Regions from separate parts of the Mus musculus genome. Here region 1 is linked to region 2. A link is a contact called in public HiChIP or PLAC-seq data. All regions are on one chromosome and are shown on one strand. Each heading gives the region's core, a stretch centred on a gene start, on an enhancer-like site or on the middle of the called end of the contact. The rest is flanking DNA. Distances are from core to core; before and after follow the strand shown.

What was found. HiChIP or PLAC-seq counts read pairs in DNA pulled down with a chosen protein or histone mark.
Region 1: a contact with region 2 is called in a CTCF HiChIP or PLAC-seq map of the NIH/3T3 cell line, with 15 read pairs. The contact joins the promoter of Lars2 here to the enhancer-like site in region 2. A contact is called at or near these places in 1 of 39 promoter capture datasets (macrophages), 1 of 15 datasets of contacts at CTCF or cohesin (the NIH/3T3 cell line), 1 of 484 Hi-C or Micro-C datasets (myocytes), 7 of 115 datasets of contacts at active chromatin or transcription factors (the SCID.adh cell line, bone marrow-derived macrophages, embryonic fibroblasts and 3 more) and 2 of 9 other capture datasets (adipose tissue and pancreatic islet).

The regions. Positions count from the first base shown.
Region 1 is chr9:123,365,031-123,371,113 of GRCm38.p6, forward strand. Lars2 (leucyl-tRNA synthetase, mitochondrial) reads left to right here and starts at 1,897. Exons shown (of 21, transcript NM_153168.3): 1 at 1,897-2,077.
Region 2 is chr9:123,306,016-123,312,460 of GRCm38.p6, forward strand. It overlaps the pseudogene Scp2-ps2. Among named protein-coding and RNA genes, the nearest start is that of Tmem158, 48 kb to the left of the region's middle. Within about 2 kb of position 2,981, at least 41 of the 459 cell types and tissues checked have an H3K27ac peak or open chromatin away from gene starts, as enhancers often do. A contact at or near this core is called in the NIH/3T3 cell line, bone marrow-derived macrophages, macrophages and 2 more, where this site is marked.

The DNA of each region.
Region 1 (6,083 bases), core at 647-3,146, 58 kb after region 2:
ACCCAACAATTCAATTCAAGAATGAGGTACAGATCTAAACAGAGAGTTCTCAATAGAGTAGTCTAAAATGGCTGAGAAACTCTTAAGGAAATGCTAAATCAAAACTACTTCCTTCTTATACCTGTCTGAACGGCTAAGATCAATAACACAAGTGACAGTTCATGTTGGCCAGAATGTGGAACAAGGGAACCCTCTTCCATCATGGGAGTGCAAACCTGTATAGCTACTATGGAAATCAATATATTGATTTCTCAGAAAATTGGGAATCCATCTACCTCAAGACCCAGCGTACCACTCTTGGGCTTATACCCAAAGCATGTTCTATCCTACCTCAAGGATACTTGCTCAACCATGTTCATTGTTGTTTTTTTCATAGTAGCCAGAAACTGGAAACAATCCATATGTCCCTCAATAGAAGGATGGATAAAGAAAATGTGGTGCATTTTCACAATGGAGTATTTGCTGTAAAAAAAAAAAAAAAAAAAAAAAAAGTGACATCATGAAATTTGCAAGCAAATGGATGGATCTAGAAAAAAAAAAAAAAACCCCAAGTGATGTAACCCAGAATCTGAAAGATAAATATGGTATGTATTTACTTATAAGGGGATTTTAGGATTTTAGCCATTAAGTAAATGATAATCAAGCTACAATCTAGAAACAGAGAGGTTATGTAAAGAGGAGGGGTCTTGGGAGACATAGGAACCGACCTGGGAAGGTAGATTAGATTTTATGGGAGGATTGGGGGGGTGGGTGAGGATGGGAGGGGGTTGTGTGGGGGGAAAGAGTATGGGGAGAGTCAGCTGAAATTGAAGGAGGGCACTTCTGGGGGTGGGGGATGGGAAGCCAGTGCAGTGGAAACCTAGTGTGAACTGTATCAGGGCAATGGTGGCACAGAATTGGTTTCCAGGTGAGGTTTGATGCTGGTCTAGAACAACCTGGTGTTTTGAGCTTTAAATGATCAGGAGACTGTTTTTGTTGTCGTCGTTGAAGTCTTGGAAATGGACAAAAGCTTCCTATGTTTCCTGGGTGGCACACAGAATGAAGTTTTATTCTGTAGGAGTGTACACCCCTGCTGGTCTCCTTATGGACTGCATTGACCCATGTAAGGACAGAAACTAAGATGGAGATTATACATACAGTGACGGGATGGATTGTCTGTGAAGCTACAATTGATTTTAGCCCTGTAGGAAGAGATGGCACTCAGACATTGTTTCCCCCCTCCCCCCCCACCCCCCCGCTATTACTGGATAGCAACCATTTTGCACTATTTGCAAATCTCAGTACACTTCTCACATGTGGCCTTAAAAAGATTCTTCCTTTAAAAGATAGAGTGTAATTACACCATTGTTCCTTTGCAATTCCTTGATTTATTACAAGGCAAGAAGCTCTTGCTCCATGCAGTGCGTGCTGGGCGATGGGGCACATTAACCCCATAAGGAAGGAGGTCAGACAGCTTGTTTTCCTGTCAGTACATTTTGTTCCCCGCTCTACTCCGGGCTAGGTAATTCTCCTCCTGGGGCTAGAAGATCACCTGATATGATGGATGAAAAGTGCTTCAATCCTCACCAGGCCCATAATGGATCAAAAAGTCAGACAAGCCAGCCCAGTAGCAGCTTCTGTGACGCTGAGATTCAAACCCTGGCCTTGAACCACCCCAGAGCTCTTTTAACCACCTGTCACTTCATCCTTTAGCATCTCCCTCGTTTCTGTTCTAATTGTAAGACCGGGACAATCCGGTAAGCAGAATTTGTACCGATAGCAGGCGTAGAGGGCGAGGCCTGGGCGGGGTCAGCCCTGGGCGAGCAGCTTGGGGGCGGAGTCAGCGCTGTCTCTCCCGCATCTCGCCTTTCCCTCTTGGCTCCGCCTCTCCTGTCTGTGTCCGCGGCCTCCCCTTTCGATAAAGTTGTTGTTTTGCCAACATGGCGGCGCCCAGAGTGACTGGCTGGGTCTTGCTCGTGTAATGCTTGGGGAACGAGGCAGAAGGTAGCAGCTGGCCAGACAGAGCCTGAGCGCAGAAAGCCCCGCCTGGGGCTCAGGAAGACGAGAGACAAGCCCCGCTTAGCCCCCGGAGCTGAAGGTGCGGACAGGCTCGGGAGTCCCGGGACCTTGGAGTTTGACAAAATGGGAAAAGCTCCGAGATTCTAGTCTATAGGCTCTTTCAGCCATGGACCCTGTTGACAGCTCCGGACTCTTGCTCGGAGAACGCACATCTTCACATGGCTTTGTATTCGAATTCTCCTCTACTACTCACCTCCCCCCGGGTGCCTGGATCTTCTCTTCGGGGTTGGGGGTTTGGACCCAGAAAAGGACCATCAGTACTACATCTTTGGGGGACCCACAGTATTAATTAGGACCCGCAGGTCTTCACAAGTCGCCTGGATCTTAACAGGCTCACAGCTTACAGAGAAGGTGGAGTTCCAGATACGAAATAACTTGCCTGAGATCCTGCAGGAAATTAGAAGTAGCGTGTGTGTGTGTGTGTGTGTTTAACATTAGTATTTTACAAGACATGTCTGCTGACATTTGTGTTTTTAGAAGACATGTTTGTTGGGGTGAGGTGTGTGTTAACTTACTCGTTTTGTTTGTATCCACACCAACCTCTGCTAAAATGGCTGCTTTTGATGCCAGGAAGAGGCAATGCCTATTAAGACTTCAGTAGACAGGTACTTGAAATGGCCCAGAGCTGTGCCTAGTAAGTAAAAAAAGAACAGAAGATGGTTGAAATCTAAAAGTTCTGTAAATTCATAGGCATGAGCACAGACAATTTGTTCTTAGTCTCTTCCCCTAGTGGAGAGTCTGAGGGTGATCTTGGACCTATGCCTAAGGGTTTGGGGTTTATTTTTATTTTTTATTTTGCATTGCTCAGGATGGAACCAATGGCCTCAAACAGTGTCAGGGAATTACTCTACCACTAAGCTATATCTCCAGCCCCCACATTTACAGTATTTACTTGTTTTATTTTGTTTTTGGTGCTGGGTATTGAACTGATGTGCTGAGCATCTGTTTTATATATCTAGTCTTTGGATTTTCTTAACAAATCTGCTTTTGTTTTAAGACTTGTTTTTAATTGTGTGTGTGTGTGAGTGTGGGTGCCCATATAGGCCAGAGGCATCAGATCTTCCTGAAGCTGGAATCATAGGCATTGTGAGTCACCCACTGTGAGTGCTGGGGACCAAACGGGGATCCTGTACAAGAGCGGTGTGCTCTCTTAACTGCTGTGCCATCTTTCCTGCCTCTTCTTTATTTGTTTGTTTAAAGACAGAGTCTCGCTGTATAGCCCAGGCTTCCCTACAGCTCATGGTAGCCCAGGTTGTACTGGAACTCTTGACAGTCCTCCTACCTCAGCCTCTCAAGCTACTGGCATTCCAGGTGTGAGACATCACAGTTTCTTAACTCCTCTGGCATACATACATTGCCAAATTGCTTCAGAGGTGTTCTTAATTTGCATCTACCAATAGTGTATACACATAATTGTTTTCATTAAAACTATAAGCAAGATATTTAATTGTATTTATTTCTTTGATTAGTTGTAAAGTTGATTTTTTTTTCATGTTTCTTAGCTTTTGTCCTCTGTCTTATCCCTCACTTGGGGCACCAATCCCCCTTTTCTGGTGCTGTGGATTGAATCCAGAGTTTTAGACTTGCAAAGCAAGTGTTCTACCACTGCGATATACTTCCATGCTTATATCTTTGCCTATTTTAAACATGTTTTTGGGGTTCTTTCCTCATATGTGAACTCTTTATGGAGTTGTATAACCTTTTGTCATTGTAGTTTGGAACAAATACTTTTCTTCAGCAAATTGTTTACTCTTTAGCAATTTGTTCAAACTTTTTCTTTCTTTTCTTTAAGACAGGATCTCACTGTGTACCTGTGTAACTCAGGCTGGCCTTGGACTTAAGATCCTCTTGTCACAGCCTCCTTAGTGCTGTGATTACCAACATGTTTCACCCCACCAACTTACACATTTTTGGTATATAGATATTTCATGGTTTTGGAGTAAGACCGATTAATTGTGGTACTTTAAAAAATTCCTATTAACTAAGTTTGATGGTTTGTGGTGCCTGTAAGCCTAACATTTGGAAGGCAGAAGCAGGGATATCAGGAGTTCAAGGTCATCTTTGTCTGCAATGCTAGTTCAAAGACAGCCTGAGCTAGATGAAACCCTGTCTCAAATTCCCACATCCCTTCAAAACAGTGGGATTTATGCCAGTTTATGGCTTGCGTTGGAGCCCTAATTTAAATTTTTCTCAAATACATTGAGCAATCAATCATTTTCAGAGTTGTGGTGGTGCACATGTAATCCCATGAGGAGGCTGAGGCAAAAGAACAAAATTAGAGGCTAGCCTGGGCTATATAGTGATATTCTGTTATTTTTGTTTTCATTTGGATGTACATATGTGTATACATAAGTACACACATTGGAGCCCAAAGGTCAATGTTTGACGTTTAAAAATTATATTTATTTAATTAATTCTTTTATGTGTCTTTTTGTATGTGCCTGAGTTCATGTCTGTGTATCATATGTGTGCAGAAACCCTTGGAGGTCAGGAGACATCAGATCCCTTAAATTGGAGGTATAGATTGTTTGAGCTGCCCTGGGAGTGCTCTGTAGGAGCTGTAGTACTCTTGTAAAATAAGCCATCTTTCCAGCTCCCCAGTGTTAGATGTCTTTTATCTCTCTCTCTACATTAGTTTTTCACTGAAACTGAAACAGTAATTGGCTAACATAGGTGGTCAACAAGCTCCAGGGGTCTTCTTGTTTCCACAAGCCGCACCCTCAGTGCTGGGGATAGAAGCACAGTGCCACCATACATGTAGGGCTTTTTATGTGGGTGCTGGGGATCTGAATGTAGATCTTCATGCTTATGTAGCAAGCACTTTGCCCACTGAGCCACCTAAGCCACAGAGACAGTTCCTTATTACTTTCTGATCTGCATGTGTTTTTCTTTATGAAGTTTAATTGCATTATTTATTTGTTTGAAGGCATGTCTGCCATGGCCACGTACAAAGGTCATGGGACACACCTCTCCACCCTGTGGTCTTAGGGATCAAACTTGGGTTGTGAAGTTTGGTAGCAGGAGCCTTTACCAGCTGAGCCATTTACCAGCATTCATCATGAGCTTTAAATTCTTGTATATACTCCGATCTATTTTACTGGTTTTTAGTTCATTGGTTTAAGCAAAGGAGAAGTCGTTAGAGAGCCTGGTGCAATGTAAAGCACCATGTTCGGCCAGCAGTAAGTGTTACTGTGCATTCGTGTTGCTCCTGTTGATGATTGCCCGTTGGCACTTTACCCACCATGATGGGGAACAAGTCCCAAACAGCAGTTCAGGTCAATTTGTATTTTATTTTCCTATTACTATTTATTTATGAAAAAGAATAGTCCAGAATACTCTCCTTATGTGCCATGTAGGAAGGAAATGTTAAATATCTGTCTGGGTGCCTTCTGCTAACAGTCTTTGACTTATTGTGGTTTCAGAATGTTTACTTAGTAAGAAAAACCATAAAATCCCTGACTCACATAGATAGTTCTAATAATATACAAATCTAAGCCCTAAAAGAAATGCAATTGCCTTCCTTATATAAAGTTGGCCATATAGAATTGATGATAGCCAGCTTCATGTAGTTCATTCTATTTCCTATATAGTCATATTGACCTATTTTAGAATATCCAAACCCAACTGATAGGGGATTTTCTTTGCTATGGATAGAATCCAGGACTTGGCACTTGGTAAGCATATGCTCTGTGTCTTACACACCCAGCCTGGGACTCCTTGGCTATGTTTGTAGTGCTTGGAACAGTGTGTAGACCTAATATCATTCAATAAGTATTTGGCAAACGAAAAACCAAATGAATACATAGTTTTCTAAGTAATGTTTATTTCTTGGCTTAGCCTATAAGGGTCTGTACAACTCATAACACACATGTACACACATGCACACAACTATACATATGAAAAATGTTAATTTTGTTCAGAATTTGTAGTCCTTCTGGGAGACCTGCGCTCAGATCCCTTGTGGTATGTGAGTGCATAGCTAAGTCAAGATGTGCTTAGAGTTCTTCTGGAGTTCAGAGAGATAG
Region 2 (6,445 bases), core at 1,731-4,230:
GTGTGAATGTATATGTGTGTGTGTGTGTATATGTGTGTGTGTATGTTAGTGTGTGCGTGTGTGTATTTGTGTGTGTTTAAGGTACATAGAGTTTCTGAGATCTGAAGGAAAAGCATCAAGTAAGGAGGTAGGTACAAGCTCACCTGGAAGGCACAGAACCTTCTCACTCCAGAAGGGCTGAGTCTACTCAGCGATGGGTCCTGTAGGCCAGGATGTGACTGCAGCAGAGGAGGGACATAATGGTGGTCACAGGACCTGCAGAACAGCTAGGCCAGGAAAAGCAGTGGCAGCTTCCAAGGCAGCACTTCACAGCCTATGCCGTGCTCCTCTTTCTGCAATCTGTTTTCCTGGGTCCTCCCTTACTCAGACACGTTTTCCCTCCTTGGTATTTACTAATCGAGGTATACTGTTCAGTCTGGATACTGCAGAACTTTCTAAGAGCTAGTAAAAGACTTACCATCACAAGAAGAATGGTGCTCGTCCCTTTGCAGTTAGACAGAAGCAGATTCTCACATTCCAAATATGACTGAAAATGCTTTCTCTGACAAGGTATTTTCTTTTTTTTTTTTTTCTTTTTTTTTTTTCAGGAAGAGCTGTTTTAATTTTCTTTTTAAATCTTCCAAAAGCATATTTTTATCCCAAACCTAAATTATAACAAATAGCATTAGAATTAGAAAAACTTGGAAGAAAGATAAATGCAGACAATCAAGTGTATGAAAAAGGAAATTTGTGAGACTCAGTTTATACACTTATTAATATGAAACTATAATTTGAAGCCCGTATCTCTGGAAGAAACTTTATTCAGTTATTTTTATTAATGGTATCCATGGCTCTGATACTATGATTTTTAAAAAGATGCCCATTTGAAAAATATTTTAAAACAGTTCTGTTCAGCTGTAAATTCTCTCTTAAGCTCTGACCATAATTCTTGTATTTTATTTGGGAAGAAAAGAACTGTTTCTGATGGCATGAAATGAACATTTTTAAAGTTTTTTTTTAAACTTTTAGTACAGAATTTTATTTTAAGAACTATTAGTGAGAAACTGATGCAGGTAATTGAGTGTGAGGCACTAATTCCTGGTCAACTATGGAAATCTGTTTCTTCTCTAGTCCCCCCAAGGAGAAATGTCACACCGAGTGTCCAACACAGTGATCCTCAAATATACTTCTAAGCAAAACAAGGGCTTTGTTTACTCAGTCTTCAGATTTTACTGTTCTGAATTTTATTCTGAAACTCAAGTTTACCCCAAACCATCATTGACATAGTAGCTTCATCAAGCACAGTAGAATGCAAGTCCTCAAAGCAGCAGTGCAGGCAGGGAGGCCCTATGTACCTCCCAGCTTCGGGGAAACACAATTGACCGCACCCAATTAGCAACAAATCTATCTCATGCTATTCGGGAGGTGTCAGTCTAAGTCCTGACGACGAGACGTGGATCTCTACCTATCTACACATCTCATCTTGATGTCCTGAGGTTGCCAAAGGGACTCCTCACAGCTTAGCTTTGCCCGGCTGAAGCTGAAGGTTCTGTAGTTTCATGGCCAGTCCCATGTTACCAGCAATCTTCAGTTTCCCTTGAAAGAAGGCCGACTGAGGGTTCATTTTTCCAGTCATCAAAGCCAGCAAGTCTGAGTCGGCCATGGTGATTGTGCAGTCAGCCTTCTTATCTGAATTGGGAAGCACAGATCCTTTGCCATTCTTCACATCCACCACCCAGGTAGCTTCTTTGCCGCCAGGGCCATCTTTCACTTTGAAGGCAAAAATGCCACCGATTTTCTTCACGAACTGTTCCCCTTCCTCTTCAAGCTTCTTCTCAATCTCCTTAAAGACGAGGTTTGCCTTGAATCCATCCCCTGCAGAGCTGGTGGGAGCAGCTGAAACCTGGTGCGTCCTGAAGGAGCTGGCAGCTTCGGGAAAACCCATCCTGTAGAGGGTGACAACCACAGCTCCTCCGAGGCCTAGATTGTGCTCGACAAGGTATTTTCTAAGACGCCTGAACTTAGATGGTTGTTTTGCTCTGCAACTGCGGTTTTTAGCCTCTAAAATGTCTACATTGCTAATCGGTTGCCCTAATAGGTAAAAGTTTAAAACTCACATTTGTTTTCTAGTATTTGTTATTATGTGTATGTGTGTGCACATGTCTACAGAGGGCAGACATTGTGACCCCCCCTGGAGTTAGAGTCACAGGCAGTTGTGAGCAGCCTGATGTGGCTCTGCTCCTCTTCAAGAACAATACATGCTCTTAGCCTCTGAGTCGCCTCTCCAGACTTGACAGTTGTTTTCTAACTCAATAGGTACATATTCGATTCTTTCTCTCTCTCTCTCTCTCTCTCTCTCTCTCTCTCTCTCTCTCTCTCTCTCTCTCTCTCTCTCTCCCTCCCTCCCTCCCTCCCTCCCTCCCTCCCTCCCTTTCTTTCTTTCCTTTCCTTTTTTTTTTTTTTTTTTTTTTTCTTTTCTGACAGGGTTTATCTGTGTAGCCCTGGCTGTCCTGGAACTCACTCTGTAGACCAGGCTGGCCTCGAACTCAGAAATCTGCCTGCCTCTGCCTCCCGAGTGCTGGGATCAAAGGTGTGCGCCCCCGCCGCCTGGCTTGTTTTTGTTTTTATGACAGGATCTCCTGCAGCCCAGGCTGACCTTAAATCCATTGTATAGCGGAGGACGACTTTGAACTACTGAGCCCTTGTCTCTGCTTCCCAAACCCTGCGATAGCAGATGTGGCCACTGTACCTGGCCTATCTCTGCCATTCTTATTTTAAAGAGTTTAAAGGTACATTGGCTTGTTTGAGCATTGGCAAGGGCAGGTGTGAGGTGCTGCCAGCATACGTTAGGATTCAGGCAGGAATGACAGAACTGGGAACTGGACCAAATCAAGAGAGATCCTGGAAGTAGAATTAATAGGACTTGGTAGAGACTGAATGTGGTAATGAGTGGGCAGCTGAAGGGTGACTCTAGGCCTCCTCTGCATGGACAACATGGAGGATTACCCATGTAAAGAAATGGGAAACTGAACACTCTGGAAATTTCTTCATCTCACAGCATCAGGAGGTCCCTGGGTGAAACTTAAAGTTCAAGTTTCTCATGTGTACTTGAGAAAAGGAATGGAAAGTGACCAAGGCAAAGCAATGGAACACAGCATTGTGGGAAGAAAGGGTGGGCTCCAGCATGGAACTCGGAGAAGCAATAGAAGCAGCTTTTAGTTAAGCCTCGAGGGAGAGGCAGGATTCCATTTATCATGTGCTGATGACTAAACAGCTCTGCAGAAGTAGGGGGTGGGGTGAGGGTGACATGGGTTCCTGATGATTCAGAGGCGGATCTCCCTCTGCAGTTTGATGATGGATTGGTACATTAAACGGTAGAAAAGTTCCATTCCAGAGTCCCCATAGACAGGCAGCACGTCAGGAGCTTCTCCAGTCCTCTCTTCTAGATGCTGAGAGCTGGAGGTGGGGGGAGGAGGGGCCATATTTCAGATCGTACAGAAACTGCGACATCAGGTTCGTTTGAGAGAAGTAAGAAATGGGCTGGCTAGCCAAGGAGAAATGTGCAGGGAATCGAATTCTCTTTGAAAGATTAAGATGTGAACAGATAATGGCTAGGCTGCATATAAAAAGAGGGGCTTGGGGCTGGCAAGCTAGCTCAGTTGGTAGTATTTGCTTCACAGACCTGAGGATCTGAGCTCACTCCCCTAGAATCCAGGTTAAAAAAAAAAATCAACGAGAGGTGGCTCCCACTTCTATCCCCAGTGCTGGGGAGGCAGACACAGATAGAGCCTTGGGGCTGTCAAGTCTCCTGCATTGTGACACCAGAAGTTGACCTCTGGCCTCTACATGCAAGTACATAGATAAGAGTCTCTCCCCTGCCTCCCCCACTGGCCCACAGTCTACAATTCATAGCCCAACACCTATAAATCAGTCCGACAGAGTGGATATTTAATCAGTAACTGCCTCTCATTTGTGTCCCCTTTCAACTTAGGACTGATTTTTAAAAAAGAAAACCAAATATGAACTCTCAATCATGTGGGGCACCCTGCTTTTAGATAGCCTGTTCTGTTTGCTTCATGTCCACAACCCCTAATCAGAGGCTGTATGAAGCTATTTCCTACTGGCCAGCCTTCCCACTCTGCTTGTCTTTGAGTTTATGTCAGATATAGATAGTTGTTGCTGACTCACATCTATAGCAAGTTCTGAATAAGCAGCATTTCTTGGTTCTCCCTGGAGTGCCCCTTTATTCCATAGAGACCTCTTGTTGATGCTAGCTACCTTGTTAGGGAGCTGGAGAGTGGGGAAGGCAGATGTGGGTCTTGATCTTGCTCTACTCAGGTTGGTTCTTCTTTAGCAATGCAGCCACATCTGGCCATCAGCCCAACACTTCCTAGTGCAACAGAGAAGAACGGGCCATCTGCTGGGACACTCTCTAGTAAGTAGCTGTTCTACATGTGTACATGCACACAATCCTGAAGTCACTTGCAAGCCATGGGTTTTACTAGTGTAGAGTCTAGAGATTCAAAATGTGGCTTGCATGTTTTCAGAGTACCTGCAGGGCTGTCTGGAAAGGGGTTTCAGGCTGGCTTTGTCACATTCTGACTGTATGACCTTGAACAAGTCACCGAACTCATGGGAGCGCAGCATCTCCTCAGGCTTATTTTTTCAGCCATGTCCTATATCAGCTGCAGCTAGGTCTCCTAGACCACTTGTTACATATTTCTTTTCTGGGATTCTACACCAGAATTAATTAATTCTACACCAGAATTAATAAATCAGAGTCTCCCATGATGGGCTGAGAATCAACACAAAGAGCCAGCTACCCAAGTAAGCTTTCTACTCATTAAAGTGTGAGAACCTCAGAGGTGCTGCTTCTTAGGCACTTGAGAGACTACAGTGATGGTCAAGACCCAGTCTCCCTCCTCACTGAAGCCTTAAGAGAAAATACATTCAGGGCAAAGCAATGAATAATAAATAGAAATTAAGAAACAAAGCATTGTGGGAAGAAGGGTTGGGCTCCAGTATGTGACTCTGAGAAGCAGGTATTATAAAATCATAGAGTTATAGAAGCAGGTATATTTCAGTTAAGTCTCAAAGGAGAGGTGCAATTCCATTTATCATGTGCACTTGAGAAAAGAAATGGATAGTGACCATAGACCACAAAGATGCTGTTGTGTCAGCTTTTGCTGCATAAGAATTATCTCAATACTTAGCAACATAAAACACCTACATTTTTTTTTTTTTTTTTTTTTACATTCCCTAGTCCAGAGCAGCTGAGTGGTTTGGTGGCTCTGACCTGCTTTGCTCAGGTGTCCATAGCCAGCAAGCAGGTTAGCTAGTGAGTGTAGGATGGCATTATTCATCCTTATGAAGCTGGCTAGTTGTTAATTGGGGTGACTAGCCTGGCCTGCCGAGAGGGCAGAACTTGCAAGATGTCTTATAAACTGAGGTTCTGTAGGGGGATAGGTGGAGGGAGTCACACCTACATTAAAGATTTTAACACCCAAATTAAAAGCTGTACAAGGCCAGTTAACTGATTAAAACTTTGTAATGATAGAGATTTGGAATGTTGCAGATCTAGAGCCAAATGATCTTGGACCATCTTTACTCCCTTAGTCATCATTCACTGCCCACTTTTATGTCTGACCTCAGGATTATCAGGTGAAACCTTCTGGGCCGTATTAATAGACAGCCTAGCTTCCAGCAACCAAAAGAATATCAGCAGACAGCACCTAAGACCTATTGCAGAGATGTTTCTCATTTTACTATAGCCTGCCTCCCTGATGTTTTCACCAATGTATTTGAAAGATGTCCTGGTTTATGACTGGATTCCCCTCCCCCCATCTATATTAAAAAGTTCATGAAAGACTTTCTATATTGAAACACATTATTCTTGGCAACCCAAGTCTGTGTTCTCAAGCCATGGTCACTCTATTTGAATAAATTATGTCTTAATCCCCTTTGTAATGAGAACTGTGTTTTGTATGTCACCCCACTTCGAGGGCCCAGGGACATCACAGAAAGAAAAGAAAGAAAGAAAGAAAGAAAGAAAGAAAGAAAGAAAGAAAGAAAGAAAGAAAGAAAGAAAGAAAGAAAAAGAAATGAAGGAAGGAAGGAAGGAAGGAAGGAAGGAAGGAAGGAAGGAAGGAAGGAAGGAAGAAATCTGACATGTGGAGTGAATCTGTGGAAAGGAGATGGACTGAGCTGGAAAGAGACACACATGCTGGGTCTCATGGGCTAGAAAAACCCAGCTGCAGCATATTGTGTGTGGACAAGGAAGAGGAGAGACCAACACATTCACAGGGAGGAGCTACTGGTTGACCATGACCGTGGCTGCAGTTTCTGCCAACCGACCCATCTCTTAGAGTTCTTTCTGAAGATTTTGAGCTACCTGAAGCTAAGAAAACCTAGCAGAGTGAAGAGGGGGGGTGGTGGTGGAGAAATTTTATATATTCCATCCCAAGGA